Linked DNA regions of Sus scrofa: region 1 is linked to region 2. A link is a contact called in public Hi-C data. All regions are on one chromosome and are shown on one strand. The core of a region is the stretch at or near the end of the contact, and the rest is flanking DNA. Distances in the headings are between cores, read along the strand shown.

Region 1 (3,635 bases), core at 737-3,236, 180 kb before region 2:
TATTCTATCTTAATCTATCTTAATTTTTTTTTCTTTCAGCAAATACTGAGCATGCAAAGCTTTCACCAGACAAGATCATTTCATATAATGAAACATTGAATTGTTTTTTCTTTCAATTTCTTCAGACCGAAAGCAGCTCAGTTTCCCTATGAATAGTCCACATATCATTTCATGCCTGGTATCTGCAGCCCACTCTAGATTTATCTTGCTTTCAGCAGGTACTGGCTGGGTAGCACTTTTGGGGTTATTTTACAGAACATCGAACATGGTTTAAATTGTTAAAAAGCAATTTGAACTGTTTGCTTTTCGACCCATTGCCTCTTTCAGTGTCTTTAACCCTTATCACCCTTCCCTAAAATGTCCCCAACGTGCCTAATTTACATGGCTCTCAGGCACCGGAGATTTGCACACCCATCACATACCAGGTTAGTTTCTAACAGTGTGAAGGCTGCTGGAGCAGGGCAGTTTCCTTCCAATGGGAGCTGCGTGTAGTCATGTATCTGTCAACACAGCAACCCTCTTATGCAAAGCTTAGACTATTGTCTCGTGATCCCACCTGCCTTGGCTCTGATTGATGTAACAACAGTATCTGTCATAGGGGCTGTTCTGCTTGTAGGAGCAAACAATGATACTGTCCTGGGGCACAAAGAAGATGCTGTCCTCGGGCTCAGGGCACTCAGACTTGTCCCAGGCTGAGCACTTGACGTCCAAGGCACTGTAGGTGATGGAACTGCCTGAGGGACAGTAGCCATCCAGGTATCTGGATGTCTCCTCTCGATGCCTGCTCTGGACAGGGCTCTGACATTCTCCTTCCTTCATGGGTGTGGGGGTGGTGATGGAGCTGGCCCCAGGCACCTCGCCCTGCCCTTGGAGGGGAGGCTTCCCCCTGAGGCCCGCCTTCTTCGCCAGCTCATCTGAACTTCCCTTGCCTGACTCCAGGTCTGAAGGGGTCCTCAGCAGTTCCACCACCTCCTTATCCTTGGGTTTCCGGAAACAGGGCAACTTGCGGACCCATAGCAGCTCATTCTCCGGCCACTTGGTGCATCCCTCAGTTTTCCTGGCCAGGGCAATGGCCGCGATGCCTGGTAGGCAGATGGCTGGCCCTATGGCCAGGAGGGGGATGTTTCCCAGAGTCTCTCCTTTCATCCCAGAAACCGTGAACATGAAGCCAAAGACCAGGAAGACACTGACCAGGGCCACAACCAGACCAGTCCTTGGGTTAATGTCATCAGGCCGCATCTTTCACTCCATTCAGGTTGGGGGCTACCTGCTGGCCAGGGAGCAACGTTCTTCTCTACTGTCAGAGGCAAAACTGCACTGTGTTAAAAAACAAAACAAAACAAAAAACCCAAGTCAGTTTCCCAACCCAACTGTCTCTCTTACTCCTTGCCTCTGCCACTCTATCTGTATGTCAGTCAGGATCTCTGTCTCTGTTTCCCCCTCTTTCTCTGTCTCTTTCTTCCTAGCGCACCCCTGCCTCTCTCTCATACAGGCATCCACCGACTGGGGTCACTGAGGTACCTGAGGTTTCTTGTCGTCTCCCAGGAGCAGGGAAAGAAGCCAGTCTGAGTCTCCTTAAAAATCTCCACAGCAGCTGTCCCCTCGGCTCTCTCCCTTGTTTCTGGAAGGAAAGCCTGCCTTTTCCCACCGATTTTGCATCCAGGAGGTGGGACGTGGGAGCCTGTCTTTCCCAACTGTGCCCGTCGGTCTCCAGGGCTTTGGGAGCGGAGCAGTGTGCAGCCCAGCGCTCAGCTCTGCTCGCAGAGCGCGGGAGCTGAAGGGAGGAAGGACTTAATCTAGGAAAGAGGGAAAGCGGCTCGCGAGCCTGGCCTCGTTACATCACTTTCAGAGCAAGCTCAGAAACAAAGACGGACGCGCGGGGGCGCGAGGTGGTTAGACCCTGAGGAGAGGCCACCCGGGCAGAAGAGGCTGCTCAGGGTCCAGTCGAGATACTTGGAGCAGCCCGAGTTCTTCCCGCCTCTGCGCGGGATGGCTGAGCTGGGCGGCGGGACCCGCTTCCGCGCCCGAGGAGGGTCCGGGGTGCAAGGCTACCGCGGGCCGGAGAGCTTAAGTCGGGCCAGTTTGCCCACGGGGCAGCCTGGGCTTGGAGTCCATGGTCTGAGGGCAAGAGCTGCCAGCTGAAGATGTCCCTCGGGGACTTGGATCCTTCTCTAGTTACAGATCTGGATGAACTGATCCAACCTATAGCAGTTCACAGAAGGTTCCCGACCTCCCTGAACGTCGAGGCTCTCAGGGCTCGGAGGGCATGCTCCTCCAGGGTCCCGCTGCCCGCGGCAGTTCTGGTTTGGGGCGCTGGGTGGCAGTGGCGCGCAAAAGCGCTCTAGCAGCAGAGCAGGCTGCGTTGCCAGAGCACACCGAACTAGTGCCCAGGCTGAGTTAGTGGGCAGGGAGGTGCCAGGTCCTACTTGGGCCCTGGTCTTACAGCTCTGGATCCTAGAGGGGGGTGGACTTAAAGCCTGGATCCCACTCCAACACGATTGTGGTGCCAGCCTCGCCGGCTGGGTCAAGGAAAAAAGGGTCTCTAGCCCAGGCTCCCCATTCCTGCATTTCTAATACACAGGTAGTGAGGAGAAGGCAGGGCCTTAACTGGGCGGGTCAGGACAAGTAGCCCGAGATGCAGTTCTAGCTTTGTGCGATTCTCTCCTTTGCTGAACCTGGAGTCCTAACTCCTGAGCTTCCTCCCCAACCTCAGCAGGGGCTAGACTGGGGCTTACCCTAGCCCCAGGGGCAAGACTGGCTTTGGCCATGGTTCTTCAACTTTTGGGGAATTAATGAACTGGGTGTGGAGAGGTGGGAGTGGGGGATGAGGGGCGTGAGAGGGAGGAAACTACATTCTTTCAGGTAGGGCCCTGCCTTGGTGGAAAGAATTTTGACATCCAGACCTTTCCCACCTAAATTAGGTTTGTGTTCATTATTGGGCAAGTGACTTAAGCTGTCTGAGAATCAGTTGAACCATCTGTAAAATGAGACTATTAACTATCAAATATGTGAAGTAACAAACATTACGAGGACTAAATAAATGTAAAATTCCTAGCACAATACTTGGTACAGGATTCTTGTTAAAAAAAAAAAAGGATGAAATATATATTTGCATAGTATACGATAGTCAATGTAAGGCATGAGCCAAATCACAAAGAGCCTGTCTGTGGGGCTAGGGACTTTTGACTTTATCCAACAAGTACTGAAGAATTGTGGAAGCATTTTAAGCGGGAATCAACACAAAAGCATTCCCTGGTGACAGCAGATTAGAAGACAGGTTGGGAAGTCTCTATAGGACGACAGTTCAGTAAGCCAGGCAAGGCATCACATGGGTCTCAATGATGCGGGGATAGTAGGGTGGTAAGAAGAAAGTGAATTTGAAGGATGTTTAGGGTAGAATAAAGTGTTTTGGATCAAAGGAAGTGAGATGGCAGTAGAAGTCAAGCTTGACTCCCAAGTTTCCCACTCTTTCTGCTGAGTAGATCAGGAATAAGACTCAGTTTTTCCACTCCAGCCTCTATTGTGTGTGTCCCTGGTACTCAGGCTCATTAGGTAGCTGCTGTACCTTTGGACATAGAACCGTTATTTTGGAAAGAAGGAAGAAAGTGGGAAAGGCAAGGAGCAAAAGTGAGATG
Region 2 (3,408 bases), core at 574-3,073:
GGAACCTCCATATGCCACAGGTGCAGCCCTAAAAAAACAAAAGACCAAAAAAAAAAAAAAATAGATTTGGGGAGCAAAATGTTTGAGAACTGCCACTCCAAGGAATACTTGGTTCCTTTTAATGGAAAATGGTATTTAAAGATCACAATCTAGGAACTAAAGATGTTCAAGGTTACTGGGTTGGCCATTGTTTTTAGCCATTTCAATGGGGAGCACTAAGACAAAAATTATATATATTTAAAGATGAAATACATCATTAGTTAATACTGACTCTGTCCAAATTTAGGACTACAGAGTTTTAACTTAAACTCATACAATTTATCTTTGTATCTCCTTTCTCTCATAACACAAATCCCGGCCTAAACGTTTATTTTCAGTTGCAGGTTAACAATACCATCACCACCATCACTATCAAGGATATGGTTACTTAAAACAGTTTGACTTCTTTCTTTCTCTTTTCTTTCTTTTTCTTTCTCTTTCTTTCCTTTCTTTCTTTCTTGCAGTTCTTTTTGTCTTTGAAGTATACCTCTCTATGGATGTACAATAATGTGATGATTTAAAGTTACCTGAAGTGGGAGTCCCCATTGTGGCTCAGTTGTAACGAAACTGGTTAGTATCCATCAGGAGGCAGGTTCGTTCCATCCCTGGCCCTGCTCAGTGGGTTAAGGATCTGGCGTTTGCAGTGAGTGGTGGCGTAGGTCGAAGACTCAGCTCAGATTTGGTGTTGCTGTGGCTGTGGTGTAGGTTGGTGGCTGCAGCTCTGATTCAACCCCTAAGACTGAGAACTTCCATATATCTCAGGTACAGTCCTAAAACGCAAAAATAAAGTTACCTGAAGTGGTGTGTGTTTTTGAAATTATGCCGCCAAGCAGTCAGATCCATCTATTTTTACTTTTGATTTTTAGAGGGTGCTTTTTAAAAACCAATTTGGAGACGTTTAGCTTCTATCCTTCTTGTTTCTAGCCTACCCCCTTCCTCTTCCTATAGGTAACATTAAAAAAAAAAGTAATTTTCCTTTCCATTATTTTAAAAACTTGAACAAACATATGTATATATATACATTTAGTATCACTACCACCCTCCCCTTTTTGGATAAAAGGTAGCATACTATACATACTTCTCTCCGTTTAGCTTTTTTCTCTTAACAACTTATGTACTCAGTAGCTCTCTCCAGTTTTATACAAAGCATTTCATTTAGTTATTGTACCACAACTTATTCAGCCAGCCCTTTACTGAGAAATTGAGCGGTAATTTACAGGATTTTATTATAAAGAGTGCTGCAGTTTGTGCACATTCTTTTCATATTTTTACCGCTGTATCTTTAGACTAGAGGTCTAGAAGTGGGATTGCTGGTACGAAGGGTGAACGTGTCTAATTCTGCTGGATAGTAAGCGACTTTCTACTTCTGCAGTACTGATGAAGGAACAGACGAGACAGCTGCTCAAGGACTCTTTACCAGAACATGGATGTAAAGGGTCCCCCACATACTCTAGGTTACGGGAAGAGGACGAATTCCAAGGTGGGAGAGGCAAATGAATTTTGCATGTAGAAGTCACTCATTGAGTCACATATTCACATACTTCCAGCTCCCAATACACCAGTTCTTCCTGGTCAGAGCGTTTAGTACACTGACCTCTGATACTTCCTGTTTTTCATTACTTCCCTCCTCATCCGGTAGCTAACTGTCTGCCAGTAACCGCCTCTCTCTGGAAATCTGGGCGCGTAAAGCGGTGCGGGGGTCTGCAGGAGTTTGCGCATGCCTAGTCACTACGCGCAGATTGGAGCCGCTCGAGGGCAGGACCCCAGTGACGTCGTAACGGCGCGCCGCTCCCAGGTGTCCTCGCAAGGTCGCTTTGCAGAAGGGGAAGCGCGCGTATGTGACAGGACCCTCGTTCAGGGGCGCGCCGTGTCTTGCTTCCTTGGTACCGGCGGCGACATGTCGGGATATACGCCCGACGAGAAACTGCGACTGCAGCAGCTGCGAGAGCTGAGAAGGCGATGGCTGAAGGATCAGGAGCTGAGCCCCCGGGAACCGGTGCTGCCCCCGCGGCGGGTGTGGCCTATGGAGCAATTCTGGAATAAGTTTTTGCAGGATGGAGCCCCCTGGAAGAACGTGGTGAGTGATGGCCCTCTCCCACCCCCGCCCCGTCGCGGTCCCCAGCCTGGCTGCTGTGACGCCTGCTCTCTGTAGCAACATTAGGTAGGGACTGATTCTCCCTTTCCCCGAAAGTACTGGTAGTTTCCCAAGGGGGAATTAGGTTCTGCCGAGACTTGGGTGTAGTGGGAACGCTGTCTGGTTCCTAGAGTCTTGGCCTGGGGGTCAGGAGTCCGGAGCACGTTTGGCTTTGGGATTGTCATACCATTTAACTGTCAGGTGTGATGAGTAGGAGGTGAATCTTTGCCTGGGTTTTACAGGATGGTGCAGCCTTGCATCTCTTTTGACTGTGGGAATCTTCCCTCAGAATGGTAGCCAAGGATTCACTAGAGTTAAAATTCAGTGATTTCGGTATTTGAGGACATTTGTCTGATCTTTGAGGTTGAGATTATAGAAACTAACTGCCATTACACCGAACCTAGAAGACAGTGTGCTTCTAACTGGTAGTACAGCTCCATGTAATCATCTTATAAGAATGGGTCCTATTGGGTTCTTACTTTATGCCTGACATTTTTCAAGGGTTTTACATGTGTTACTTAATTTTATTTTGGACTCCTGTAAGGTAGAAATTGGTCCTAATCTTAATTTTAAGTGTGGAAACTGAGGCCTACAAAAATTCAGTGATGTAGCCATGGTCTCAGGGTGAGGAATTCGAGTTCACATTGAAATCCATGTGTATCTACTTTCTTACTGAGCTACGAAGTCTGGTGCACATTTTTCTGAGCAAGTGGTATTAGATACTTATTTACGGTGGTAAAATTAAACTCTAAGTCAACTCTCCTCTTTTCTCCCTTTGGATTTCTGACATTTTACTAACTGATTTGGCAACCACTGGTTGAAAGTTGACATACCACCCATCAAGCAAGCGATTTAAGGAAGTAAATAATAATTTGTTGAAATCTGACTTACTTCATGTTAACCTTTTCCATAATCATATCTATTATAACACTTAAAATTTAGATTGTCCTTTCCCTGAAAGGATAGGTCCTATTCTTTCAAATTGGCTGCCCTGGAAAAGTTCCAGTTTTAAATGACTTTTGCCTTTCCCTTTTTTTTTTTTTTTTTTTTTTTGGTCTTTTCGGGGCCGCACCTGCAGCATATGGAGTTTCCCAGGCTAGGGGTCAAATCGGAGCTGTATCCGCCAGCCTACGTATGCCACAGCCACAGCAGTGCCAGATCCTAGCCGCGTCAGCGACCTCCACCACAGCTTACGGCAACACAGGATCCTTAACCCACCCAGCAAGGCCAGGGAT

The links. Hi-C and Micro-C count contacts between places; a contact is called where the count stands out from the background.
Region 1: a contact with region 2 is called in a Hi-C map of skeletal muscle, with 4 times the contacts expected there. The contact joins the promoter of TMEM215 here to the promoter of NDUFB6 in region 2. A contact is called at or near these places in 1 of 5 promoter capture datasets (liver) and 8 of 47 Hi-C or Micro-C datasets (embryonic fibroblasts, fetal skeletal muscle, mesenteric adipose tissue and 5 more).

What each region holds. Positions count from the first base shown.
Region 1 is chr10:33,668,524-33,672,158 of Sscrofa11.1, forward strand. TMEM215 (transmembrane protein 215) reads right to left here and starts at 1,987. Exons shown (of 2, transcript XM_013980192.2): 1 at 1,522-1,987; 2 at 1-1,297. The coding sequence starts at 1,239. The coding sequence ends at 532.
Region 2 is chr10:33,847,520-33,850,927 of Sscrofa11.1, forward strand. It overlaps NDUFB6 (NADH:ubiquinone oxidoreductase subunit B6), which reads left to right and starts at 1,824. Exons shown (of 4, transcript NM_001044554.2): 1 at 1,824-2,116. The coding sequence starts at 1,937.